Linked DNA regions of Canis lupus: region 1 is linked to region 2. The links are chromatin contacts, called in public Hi-C maps. All regions are on one chromosome and are shown on one strand. The core of a region is the stretch at or near the end of the contact, and the rest is flanking DNA. Distances in the headings are between cores, read along the strand shown.

The links. Hi-C and Micro-C count contacts between places; a contact is called where the count stands out from the background.
Region 1: a contact with region 2 is called in a Hi-C map of blood, with 2.4 times the contacts expected there. The contact joins the promoter of PRCP here to the promoter of PCF11 in region 2. A contact is called at or near these places in 3 of 9 Hi-C or Micro-C datasets (amygdala and blood).

What each region holds. Positions count from the first base shown.
Region 1 is chr21:16,331,554-16,338,083 of UU_Cfam_GSD_1.0, forward strand. PRCP (lysosomal Pro-X carboxypeptidase) reads left to right here and starts at 2,210. Exons shown (of 10, transcript XM_038568483.1): 1 at 2,210-2,298; 2 at 3,353-3,541. The coding sequence starts at 3,374. DDIAS (DNA damage-induced apoptosis suppressor protein) reads right to left here and starts at 2,227. Exons shown (of 9, transcript XR_005375600.1): 1 at 2,111-2,227; 2 at 1,513-1,633.
Region 2 is chr21:16,138,626-16,145,362 of UU_Cfam_GSD_1.0, forward strand. It overlaps PCF11 (pre-mRNA cleavage complex 2 protein Pcf11), which reads right to left and starts at 3,414. Exons shown (of 16, transcript XM_038568462.1): 1 at 2,800-3,414. The coding sequence starts at 2,991.

The sequences.
Region 1 (6,530 bases), core at 960-3,459, 190 kb after region 2:
AGCTTCCTAACTGCAAGATCTGGTCCCTGCCCATCTCTCAAGGCTCATTTCATCACCTATCCTTTCTGAATACCTTCCAGCAGCACAGATCTTTCCTTAGGTTTTTGAGCACTCAGATGACAACTTCTTCCCTGGCTTAGGGCCTTTGTACAATCTATTCATTCTGGAATGTTCTTCCTTTTCTTTATTGCATGGCTGGATCATTCTCATCTTTTAGGCCTTGCTTTAAGAGTCAACTCTTGTGTTAGAAAAAAAGCCACAGGCCCCAAATGAAGTCATTTGCAGAGTCCCCAAACTGGGGCTAACTACCTCAGCTAACTGCAGTTTCAACTTCCCCCAGAAATATAGTCTTAACTGGTCAATAAGGAATTTTCTGGATCAGTGCCAACAAGAGCTCTCTCCATCTCAGAAAGGCAATCTGCATAAGACTCCTTGCCCTTCCCCCAGAGGAAGACTGACCTTGCCCAGAACAATCCTTTTCTTTTGCTAATAACTTCCTTGCCCTACTTTCTTTCCTATAAAAACCTATTTTGTATGACTCTTTGGAGCTCTCTTTTATTTGCTAGGTAAGATGTTGTCTGAATCATTTAAAAAAGCTAACTTGATCTTCAAATTTACTTGGTCAAATTTTGTTTTTCAAGACTTGAGAGAGGCCACCTGAAACGAGCCTAACTCAGTTTCCCCTTCTATTCTTAACTCCACCTATAAGAGTTAAGTTCCACTTGGTGAGGAATCTAACTTGTTCACTATTGTAATCCCAGTACCTAGTAATTCTTGGCAAAGGGAGGCACTTACAACTATCTTCAGGATAGGGCTGCCTGGGTGGCCCAGTGGTTCAGCGCCGCCTTCAGCCCATGGCATGATCCTGGAGATCCGGGATCAAGTCCCGCGTCGGGCTCCCTGCATGGGTCTTGCTTCTCCCTCTGCCTGTGTCTCTGCCTCTCTGTGTCTCTCATGAATAAATAAATAAAATCTTAAAAAAAAAAAAAAAAAAAAACTATCTGCAGGATAGTGGTGCCTTGGTGGCTCAGTCAGTTAAGTGTATGCCTTCCACTTGGGTCATGATCTGGAGTGCTGGGATGGAGCCCCCATTACACTCCTTGCTCAGCGAGGAGCCTGCTTCTCCCTCTCCTTGTGCGTTCTCTCAAATAAATAAGTCAAAAACAATATCCAAACTATCTGCTATCACTAACTACTAGGTACTTTGTGACCCAGTTTTGCAGGGTGCAGAAAGGCTTCCTGAGTTAAAAGACAATAAAACTGAAACTTAAGGAATGAGTATGAATTAGCCAGGTTAGAAGCGATCTGGAGGTGAGGTGAGACGGTGGATTTGAGGAACTCAAAGACTTTTCATAGGGCTGGAGCAGTACAAAACAAATATGGAGAGGCAGGCAAAGGCTAGCAAGAAGGGCCCTGTAAAATATGTGAAGAAGGTTAGGCTTACCTTGAGGGCAAATAGGAGGCAAGTAAAGATTTTAAACCGGGAGTGCTCTGGCCAGATCTGCGACTTACCAGATAGCCTGGCAATGTGGAGACTGGATTGGAAAGTAACACGAAGTAAGAGCCAGCTGGGAGGCTGGAGACTGGAGCTATGGAGAAGTCACGGTGTTCCAAGTGGCCCACAAGTGGAGGACTGTGTGGATTCGAGATATAATGACTGGCTGAGTATAAGATAGGTAAGGAATGTAGAACAATTTCAAGTTTCCGATTTGAGCACACTGACAAAACACTCTTCCCTCTAGGTCACAAAACGATATGGAAAAGCCCCCTTTTCAGCACTCAATTACTCAGCAAAGCCTGCTAAAGCCGCATCTCCGAGCACCTCAAAACCCGGATGGTACTTTTCCTTTGTTTTATCGGTTCCAGAGGCTCACCCTCATCTAGCTCGCTGGCTAGGCAAATGTGGAGGAAACGCTCGCTGAACTGTATCAACAGCACGGCCTAATTCTAAATGACAGACAGACCCTTTTTCCTGTTCACTCTCATGGCCACCCTTCTACAGAGAAAGACTAACTCCTGAGAAAACAACAGGGAACGCTCTAAGTCTCACCCACGACGACACTCAGGGCCACGTTAGGAGTCTCGCCCTTTGCGCTCCACAGCTCCTCACCTGAGGCACACGACCGAGACTCGTCCGGGCGACGCTCCGCGGTGCCGACCGCTGGGACCCGGCGACGAATCAAGTTTCCAATCAAAACTCCCGCGTCCTTTTCCGCCGGAAGTGACGTTTGGGCAGTGGCTGCTCACAGCCAATCAGAAGAAGGCGCCGCCGAGGGTGGAGATTGAACGCGGCGTTCTGTGAGTTTCTGGGAACGACCATTTTCGTCAAACTGTGGGTAGAGACAGGGTTTGGGGGATGTTTTTCCCCGACTGGTGCCGCAGTGGCACAGTCTATAAAGTTGGTTTTGGGGGCAGCGTGGGGGTCCCAGGAAGGGGTGGTAGCGCCCCTCAGATCGGGGTTCGGCAGGGCGCCTGGAAGGAGGAGTGGGAGCTGGGCAGGGGAGCTTGGTGGCGCGGAGAAGAGCAAGAGGGGGATGGAAGCGGGGTCTGAAGCGGGCTACCCGCCCGGGGCAGGGGACCGGGGCGTATCCTGGACGAAGGGACCCGGACCTAGCGGGACTCGGGGGGGCTCCGGGCCCCGGAGACTCCAGCTAAGGGATGGCTTGTGTGGGCAGCGCGGAGGTTCGGGGTGATGGGTGAGCGGACTACCGCAAGAGGTGGTTGGCTGACATCATGGAGGTGGGATGCGAGGGCCGGACCGAGCGGGCTGCGAAGCCGCGCTCCCCTGCCTCCTGAGTAACCCAGTGCAATGCCCTCCACCCCTCGGGACCTCGGTTTCCTCAGCTGTCAGTGGGAGTAGCCATCACGCGACACACGGATTGCTGTGATGCTGGAGTTAGAGGCGTGTGTGCCATTATGCCTAGCGATATAGGGACACGTAGAGAACGCTCAAGGAATTGTCATGGCAGCTCTTATTATTATTGTTATTATATGGGGTTTGCGGAGGGCAAGGGGGGTGGCAATGGAACTGAGGCCGACCGGGCAGGGCAGGAAAGGAGGTGCTGGGCTTGGAGAGCGCTCTGTCCCCAGGATGGGATTCCGGCGGTCCGGTGGGAAAGGGGTGGACTTGGACTGGGGCCGCGATGAAGGTGGACTCGGAAGAGGGGACTGCGCCAGAGGAACGTGAAAGGCTGCGGCGCCGCCGGGGACCGGGGCGGGGCGGGGCGGCGTGGGCGCCCAGGCTTGGGCGGCGTTGCTCCGGGGAGGAGCCTCTGTGCGGTGGGCGGAGCTGCGGGCTGGGCTCGGCTCTAGCTCCGCGTCTCTGCCGGTCTCGCTCCCACCCGCACTGCAGCCGCCAGCCGGAGCCGTAGCCATGGGGCGCCCCGCCGTCCTGCTCCTGCTCCTGGCTCTCCTGACGCCTGGGGTCGCCATCCCTGTACCGCCGGCCGTGAAGGCCCTCAGCAGCCTGCGCTGGTCAACCAGTTTCACCTCCCGCCATTTTACTGGCGCGAAGTACTCGGTTCACTACATCCTACAGAAGGTAAGGCGGGGCGGGGCGGGGCGGGGCGGGGCGGGGCGGGCGTCGGGGAGCGCTCGGGCTGCGCAGTCCCTGCCTAATGGACCCGAGCCTAGGCACTGGAGCTCACCCAGAATTTCAGACCCCTAATGCCTAGGACTTGTCCGATCTTTGGCTCACAGTTTCTAGACAGTGGCACCAAGTTTCAGTTCTGTTTAAAATCTCTTCTCCCGTGAACCAGTAGTTTAATATCAATCCTGGTTTCCACACTCTCTTCTAAAATTGGCTGTGACAGTCACTTCAGCTTCTGCTCCCAGAAGATGATGCTCTAATTCAAATTCTCCTCACCTCCCGTCAAATTAAAATTGTTTGATGCCACCTGTGACTCCTACTCCGTCGTGACAGTCATCGTTTGTCCAAAAGCAGCCTTTAAATACACATTTCCAGTATCCTATTAGGTAATATGTAGTATTCAACCCAAAACACCAGCCTGTCATCTCTTGCTCAGCTCAAAGTTGATTTTGTCGCCCTCTGATTAAGGGTTTTTAACCATTCCTGTTCTCCATAAGACTGAACATAACGTGTAGCCCACGGTTGTAAAGAAAGTTGTAGAAGAAAGTCAAGATTTGAGGGTGGGGATTAGCATCTCTGCAGTTCTGAAGCTTGAGTTTAGAAGTTTAAAGTAGACTTGATGGCTTTGTGCTTGGCTGCCTGAAGCATGACAAGACTGTGTGAAGTGACGAGATCTCTTACCAGTTTGTATTTCTGGGAACCTGTGTAAAGACAGGTAAAGACTAGGAAAAGGTTTGGACTTAGAAAGAATGCAAGAGTCTGAGGTTTGGCTTTTGGAGTTGAATAGAACAGCATTCCACTCTGCTAGCTCTGTGAACTTAGGAAAGTTACGGTACTTCTCTGAACCCTGTTCTTGGGGCCCTTGATTGGCTGCGTCAGTTAAGCCTCTGCCTTTGGCTCAGTCACGTGGTCCGTGGGTCCTGGGATGGCGCAGGGCTCCCTGCTCAGCGAGGAGTCTGCTTCTCCTTCTCCCTTTGCCTCTCACCTGCTTGTGCTCCCTCCACCCTGCAAGTGCATGGTCTCTTTCAAGTAAATAAAATCTTAAAAAACAAACAAACAGTAAACGCAGTTTCTTGATCTGGGGATTTGGTGATGATTAAATGAAAACAGATGACATGTCCCCAGCAGAATATTTAGCCCTGAATCTTGAATTCAGATAGACTGATTGAATGAATTTGTAACTTATAAGGAATTATTTTTAACCCAGAAATTTAAATTACAGTTTATGAGGAAGAGAAAGCATTTTATTTCAGCAGAGGAAATGAAACAGGGATTTTTTTTTCAGAATTAATTAAATTAATTCACTAAGCTACACTTTCATTTGTAAATTGAGAGGATTGAACAAGGAGCAGCATATTACATACTGCGCTAAGGAAAATTAAGGCTATTTGGGGAGCTGTCTCAGAGGGTTGGTGGATGAAGGGTAAAGTGGAGGCCAAGTTAGGGTGCTTCAGTAACCCCTCTCTCTCTGAACTCTTTGAGCCTGAGCTTTAGTCTGTTTCATATTTGGGGATTTTGTATATGATTATTTGCAGAGTCTTATTGGTAAAATAAAATTGAAAGAGAACTTTTGGAATGAGGATCTCTGAATTCTCCTTAGAAGTGATGAAGGGCACCTGGGTGGCGCAGTCGGTTGTGTCTTTCTCACACAAAAGAAGAAGAAGAAGGAGGAGAGAAATTATGAAAAAGGGAACTATCAGCAGAAAAGGGGGAACAAAAGGGTGGAAGAGACCAAATGATCTGTGAGCCCTTAATTTATCTTCCTTCATTATACATTCCTTTCTTGACCACTTAAACTATTTAGAAATATAATTTAAGAGTTCTTTTTCCTTTTTGGTGATTTGTTTGACCTTACTCAGCCACCCTTTGGCTTAGTTTATATTTTAGGACACAGATTCCACATATATGTGTATTGCTATAATAATAATTTTCCTTATATCAACGAGTTGGGTTTTATTTCATTTTGTTGAGAAAACTTCCACATACATATTTATTACATAATAATGATTATCGTAGTTGCCAATTCTGGACCATAGGTTTTTAGTTGGGACCATGTATAAACTCAACCTTAATTTTTTTTAGTTAGAGGACATGAAATGCTTTTATGCCTTTTAATAATAAACATCATTATTATAATTGTAAGCCTCAGTTTTTATTCAAGGTTGAATTTTTATCAACCTTTGTAATGATTTTCTTTATCTGTAGTTATATCTGTCTAGTTGACCAAGCTATTCCCAGCTATCTTTATATGCACATAAATTCCATGAATGGTCTGGATATAAAGGCCCTTTCCCTCCCCTTTGCTCCTCAATGCACACATGTACTTTTAGCAACTTAGAACAGAGACTCAACTGAATTTTACAGTGTCAGAAATTCTATCTGGAATACTATCTCTCTTCTTTCCAAGTTAAACTCGTACCTGTAATCCAGCTGAAATATCACCTCTTCTCTGAAGCCTTCTTGACTTTAGGGCAACATAGTTGGTCTTTTTTCACCCTGCACACTTACTCTTTTGTATGTGTCCCTGTTAGCTAGATAGCACTCTCCAGTACTCAAAAGAGCCTATAAAAATATAAGGCACAAAATAAGTATTTTTTTGAGGGAGTGAATGAATGACTATCCAAAAAAAGCCTAAACAGAGCAAAGTCTACCACGGATTAAATATGGTGACAAATGAAAGCACACACACAGTGCCTTGGGACATGGTGGGAACTTAATAGATCACATGCTGGTTTCTTCCCCACTCTGTCCTAAAACCACACTCCCCATAGTATCATCATTTCAGATTGATCCAAATGCATGGCAGTTGTGATAATGCATCTTCTAGAAACTTAATTGACACAAGTTTTATTTTTTATTTTTCTTTTCATTTTCTACATCTTTACTAATTCTTTTTCCTCTTCTTTCGAAGTCTGCAAATGTTATTGATTTACTAGGAATA
Region 2 (6,737 bases), core at 2,164-4,663:
AGGAGCATTAAGACACGCCATATAAACTGTTAACTCCGACTCCACAGGAGCACCCATGATTTTAAAACAAAAACAAAAAAATTATCCCCATTTACCCATCCCATGTGTATCGGAATCTTAACCCTGAACGACACTTACCCATAGCTACCTGTAGCTAGGGTAGGCTCACAGTTCTGCAGTACACAATGCCATATTTCACAAAACCAATTGCCCATACAAGTGTGTGGAAGTGCTCTTGCTTCTGATAACACCTTTACAACCAAAGTTGGCCAAGGAAACCTTTGAACAGCTTTGTATGAAAAATTTCTTTTAAGGTCCTAATAAAAGGGTTCACAAGGCCACTGCATGTGGGTAAACTAGTAAGTACCAACATGTCAAATGCTTTATTGCTGTGTCTTTATCTTACCATGTCATGTTTTACACCATTTTTAGTCTTTGTTGTACTTAATGAAGACGGGCTCTTTAAAACCAAAATCTGTTCAGTAGGCTAATTTTTTATTGTACAAGTGAATCCCGTATGTAATAGTTTTTCACTACTACTGCCTCATGGGAGGAGTCAAATCAAGTGTGAATCTTTAAGTTTAGTAATGCTGAGACGCTAGAGAATAAGGACACAAAACATTCACCTCCAGAAAACACAAAACCAAGCCAGTTTGCTACCAAATGACAGAAAATCCCTCCCCTCACCCTCAACCCCAACCCTGATTATTTCCCCAGTGACTTTTACATCTTTTCCTCAAAACCTGGCTTTCCAAAAATAACCAGGAAACGTGTTCCAAAAAAAAAAAAAAATTCAGCTTTATCAGCAAATAGTCCATCTATTTTCACCACTCTGTGTAGCCATACACAAATACAAATTTTAATGTGGTCACTATAGTCAGTTTTCACTTCTCGAAGGTCTTCTGGATCCATTAAAAACCAGCAAGGAAACTGTTGAGTGACAACCTGAACTGCTAAATATTAGGCTCTGTGGAGTATTAGTAATTCCAAAAATACTAGGTAATTAGATTTTTTAAATCAATGTTTGTTTGTTTTTTTAAAAAAACGCCAAGTGCAGTTTTGTTTTTTAAAAAAGGCATTCAATGTCAAGTTAAGCCTTCAATAAGGCAAAAACTAATTTTTCACGTCCAACATGTTTGTGGTATCAATAAAGAGGATGTTGAGTACAAGAAATGCTTCCTTAAGTCTCATACTTTAAAAAAAAACAATAGCTGTTTCACATTCACAGGAAAAGGTGAATGAAGACTTGCATTTTAGCTGTCAGACTGAGCATGACAAAGTTGTTGGGCCCTTAAAAACAAAACAAAACAAAACAAAAAAAACCTTTACTTTTTGTCCTCTTTAAATTAAGGTATGAAAGGACCACCTGAAACCGTGTATCTTGTGAACACATTTACCCAAAAGAGTGGATGGAACCTAAAGAATGAACCCAAGTCACTTAAAGACTTTTGTTTAAAACACACAACCACGTAGATAAAAATAAGTCTTGGAAACAGATTCTACACCTTACAAAGGTAAATAAAAAAGACAAATACATATTTTATATGTTTTATTCACAAATTTTATAATACCAGTCACACATTTCAAAACCATTTATTAGAGTCAGACCACTCAGTTGTACACTAGACAGAAACCGCCTCTAAACAATATATTGGTGGTTGTTGTTAAAGTGGCCTTTTAAAAGGGGTTCACTCTGCTAAAAGGAGGCTCATCCTGTTAATTTCAATCACTAACAACTAGAAAAAACTAAACCGTAAGTACAAGCTTGAAAAATAACTTAAAAACGTAATACTGGGAAGCTATTAGAACTCATTATGATAACTAAGTTTAACAGTAACTTAAATGACATATCGCTCCCACATGAATCCACAGAAGAGGAGGACTACAGGGAAATAAAGGGTGGCAGAGGACCACTTCTGTCAAGGGGTGAAGAAAAGCACGTCTTCACTATCAGGGAAGGGAGGAAAAAAAGAGAAAAGGAAGAGGAGGAGGGACTGAACTTTTCAAAAAAAAACTACAAGTACGTGTTACCCACTGGGCCAGTTCTCCACCTACAGGTTGGATAAGATCTCCTCCCCCCCACCCAAACCCCACCCTCACCCCCAATTTCCCGTATTTGGGGGCAAATTAGACCCTCCGATAGGAGAATAAAAGTTATAGCTAGCCGCCCCCACCCCAAAACGGGGCTGACGGGTGTGAGCAGCTGCCTGGCTGGCAGGGAATGGATTCTCCTCTCTTCCCTTTCGCATCATGTGCTTTTCAGGCGCCATGTTGGGCTCCTAACAGGCGGCTGCTCCACTCGGGGCCAATTCCCTATTCCCACCCACCAACAGCTCGCTCCCAGGTCCCCCTTCACCTCCTTCCAACCCACAGAGCACAATTACCCAAAAGGGTGCGGGGGGGGGAGGGGAGGGCGGGGAATGGGAGAACCACCACTCCCCACCTTCCCGGGGGTTAAAATGGTTTTAACTCTTACTTCCCCACACCACAAACTGCCTTTAAGTCTCCCCCTCCCCGAAGGGGTCTATTCAAAGCGTGTGTGTCGGGATATACAATGCGGTGGCCTAAATAGGGAGTTGGTAAGCGGAAGTAGGACTCCACCCTTCGCCCTCCCCACTCCCTCCCCCCCAAGAGAGGCCCACGCTCGAAGCCTGGGCCAAAGACCGAGCCTGAGTTGGAGGTGGAGGGTTGGAGAGGAGGAACACTGTCCCCCTTTGGATGGAAGCGAGACCTGGGATGAGGCTGACACTAAAATCAGGGAGTATTAGAAGAATAGGAGGCTGCGGGGTGTATAAAAACCTTGGCGGTTTGGGCCTCGATGAGAGAGACGATCTCCTTGGCGAAGGGCAGGTTCTCCTCGGCTAGAATGGTCAGCATATTGATGTGCGGTTTGCTATTGAAGGTCAGGTCTTCGAGTGATGATTGATAATCCCGACAGGCGTCCTCCCGGGCCCCCGCAGTACCGGCCTCGGCCGGCGTCTGCTCTGACATTGCGCCGCGGCCCCCCTCCGAGGTCCGCCGCAGCTGAAGCTGAAGCCGCTCTCGACACCCCGCCTCCCTTCCGACTCCTCTTCCTCTCCCCGGGTCTCTCGCGGCTCCGGCTTCACCACATGCTGACCGCGGAGGGGGGTTGGGGGACGACACGGGGGGAACCTCGGGTGTGAAACGCCGCCGTCTCAGGGGTGATCTCCGTCCACTTCCAGCCGCCACAGAAGCTTCTTTCTCCACAGACACAAAATGGCGGCGGCAGTGGCGGCTCCAGCTCCGAAAATGTCTGTGTTCCCAACCGCTGCGTCGTGCGAAATGAGCAAGGGGAGGGGAAATGTGCGGTAAAAGGGCGGGGCCGTTGATTCAGCCGGGCGTGATTGGCCCGGCCCGCAACGTCACAAGCCCCGCCTTCGGCCCTTCCGCAGGACGTCCTGGCCCCGCCTTCTGCTACGGGCCCGGCCCGGGCTTTCGCAACACCTCCTGCTCCGAGGTGCGGCAAAAAAGACGGCCCCTCTCATTGGCCGGTTCGTAAGGGACTGTGCGGTCATTTGTTACCATAACAACCCATTCGGGGAGGCCAATAGGCTTGGGGGAGGCTGTGCCCGAGGCCCAACCCAGCCAGTTTAAGCGGAAAGCTCAGCCGTTCCCCGCTTGGTCCCTCCCTCTGCAGCCCCGGCCGCCGGGCGGTTCCGTCAATCGCCCTCCCTCCCGCCCGCCCCGGCGGCCGAGGCGGCGGGGGGTGGAGGCCGAGCCGAGGCTTTCGGCCGGGCCGGGCCCGCCCCGCGTCGCGCCTCGCCTCGCCTCGCCTCGCCTCGCCTCGCGGCTCAGGCGCTCCCGGGAGCGCGGGCGGGTCCGTCCCTGCACCGGGGCCCGGAGCGAGACGCCGAATTAGCCCGGAACCTCGGGAGGAGTCTGGAGAGCGGCCGCCCGCGCGGTGCCTCCCGAGCTACAGACAAAAACACCTCGGCCGGCTTCCTCGAGTCGAATCCCCAGGAAAACGCTTTTTTTCCGGAGGTTGCGTGCGAAAGGCTTTTCCCTGGGGACTGGGAGATCGTGGGGAGCCGACTGGGATCTGTAGGAAGGGTGTCTCTCGACAGCCACGCCCAGCCCCAAGCCTGAGCCCCTCTTTCTCAGTCTTCACTTCGAAACAGCCTTAGCATACGCGATTTGGGGCACGCAAGAAAAAAAAAAGCACATTTTACTTGCAAGAGTCTTTCCCAGACTTCTGAAGTCCTATGTGGAGGTTGAGAATGATGCTCTCGAGGCGAAAGCACTAGATAGCTCTGCCGCGCAGCGGAACTGTCATCCCGGCACGATAAACTAAAAGGGTACTTTGGGTTGTTTTGTTTTCATTGAATAGATGGTAACCTGAAAGGAGTCTAAAAAAAATAGGTATTAATTACATAAAATTTGCTTCAAAACCGCCCTCCTTTGACAGCTAGGCCCTGCACAGATACTTTGATCCCCAGTAGAAACTGCTCCTAAGAAATAAATCAAATCCCTTATTTGTCCCATATAAAGTAATATTTTCATGTCTTATTTTTGTTTGGCTTTTTAAAGCAGCTTATGGTATGATACACTGTAAACTGCACACACTTAAAATGTACAAGGCTGTTTGACCTGGTGCCGTGTTCCGACGTGGTATCTCCTATGAATGAGAAGTAAAGCCTGGGGGAGACAGCTTATCTCTTCTCATTAGAAGCTAAGAAATATTGTTAAATAGATTTTCTTGATTTCAGTAATTTCATACATTTGCTCCGGGTGGTGTTTATTTAAGTAGGCTCTAGCCCAGCGTGGAGCCTAGGGGCCTGAACTTGACACCCTGATAATCAAGATCTGAGCTGAGGTCAAGAGTCAGCCCCCTAACTGAGCATTCGTGGCGGTATTTAGATATAACAAACACAGCTAAAATAAAGGAACTTTCAAACTTCCTGTTTTCTGGAGGAAAATGTGGGGGTAAAATAATCCTCCAGTCGTTTTCCTTGTAATTTTAAAGGTGAATTTAGTTACTAAACTTTGAGTTATAAAAGCTATCTATCTGCCCTTCGTTATCTTTTTATAATCTGTTAGCAGCGAAGTACACTTTAAAAAAGGTTTTTAGGGGTGCCTGGGTGGCTCAGCCCCTCAAGCACCCCAACTCTTCAGCTCAGGTCTTGATCTCAAGGTCCCTAGATCTAGCCCTTCCTCTAGCTCTGCACTCAGCAGGGAGTCTGCTTCTTCTCGCTCTTTCCTTCTCCCTCTGCTCTTCCTTCTGGTTGTGTGAGCCTGCACTCTCCCTCTCTCATGCACACAACTGTGGGAAGGGGCAGAAGGACAATATCCAAGCAGACTACCACTGAGCTCTGAGCCCAGCTTGGGGTTGGAGCTCATAACCCATGAGATCAGGACCTGAGCAGAAACCAAGAGTTGGAAGCTTAACTAACTGAGCCACCCAAGTACCCCAACTTTAAAAGATCCTTAAAAAGATAAAATAAGTTTTCAAAGTTCTAATTTGGCTTCTATTGTATCCCTCACACAGTGCACAGAATAATATATGCTTGACATTTAAATCAGATCTGTATACCCTCAAAAAATGTGGAAAACTCAAGTGCTGTAGCAATCTTTTTCAAATCATGTGCTAAACTGCAAGAAGAATCTTTTCTGTTTATTTTATTTTTAAGTAAGCTCTATGCCCAGTGTGGGGGCTTGAAGACACAACCAGAGTTCAAGAGTTGCATGCTCCACCAACTGAGCCAGTCAGATGCCCTAAGATTTTTTTTTTCCTATCCTCAGGACAGACCACAAATTAGATAATCAGTATTTTTAAATATACGAATGAATGAATACAAACTTCTCCCATGATAGTTTCAGTGCCAATTCTTTTATCAGAATATGCAATTAATGCACTCTTTGCACCAACCTGAAGCCCAGTTATCTGCCCTCTCTAGGCTAGGTGCAATGGTGAACATGGTAGGCCCTTGGCTTGACCTTAATGAAGTTTATAATCTTATGGAATAATATGAAAAAGTACTGCATCTGACAGGAAACGGTGGGTATTCCAGAGCTATTTCAAAAATCAAGCCCACTGGATCCCTGGGTGGCGCAGCGGTTTGGCGCCTGCCTTTGGCCCAGGGCACGATCCTGGAGACCCGGGATCGAATCCCACGTCGGGCTCCCGGTGCATGGAGCCTGCTTCTCCCTCTGCCTGTGTCTCTCTGTGACTATCATAAATAAATAAAAATTTATTTTTTTTTTAAAGATTTTATTTATTTATTCATGATAGTCACACAGAGAGAGACAGAGAGGCAGAGACACAGGCAGAGGGAGAAGCAGGCTCCACGCAGGGAGCCCGACGTGGGATTCGATCCCGGGTCTCCAGGATCGCGCCCCGGGCCAAAGGCAGGCGCCAAACCGCTGCGCCACCCAGGGATCCCTAAATAAAAATTTATAAAAAAAAAAATCAAGCCTACTAATTATTGTGTTTCCACAAAACAGAAAGCCTTTCCATTTTTTTGAGGAAAATAACTATACTCCTCCCTTGGCTCACAGAGTGTTTACAAGAGGAGTTAATTCCTCCCCAAACAACCTCTGTTCTAGGCAATCAGGTACCCTTCTAATGTAAATAATTAACTGACACTGCCAGCAGGTGGAATTTCCCCTTTTAATATGTGAATCCAGTGTGTATAAATAATATGCATGAATAATATTTACATTTATTTGTACATATATATGGACATACGCACACACACAATTGACCTGTGAATGGCACG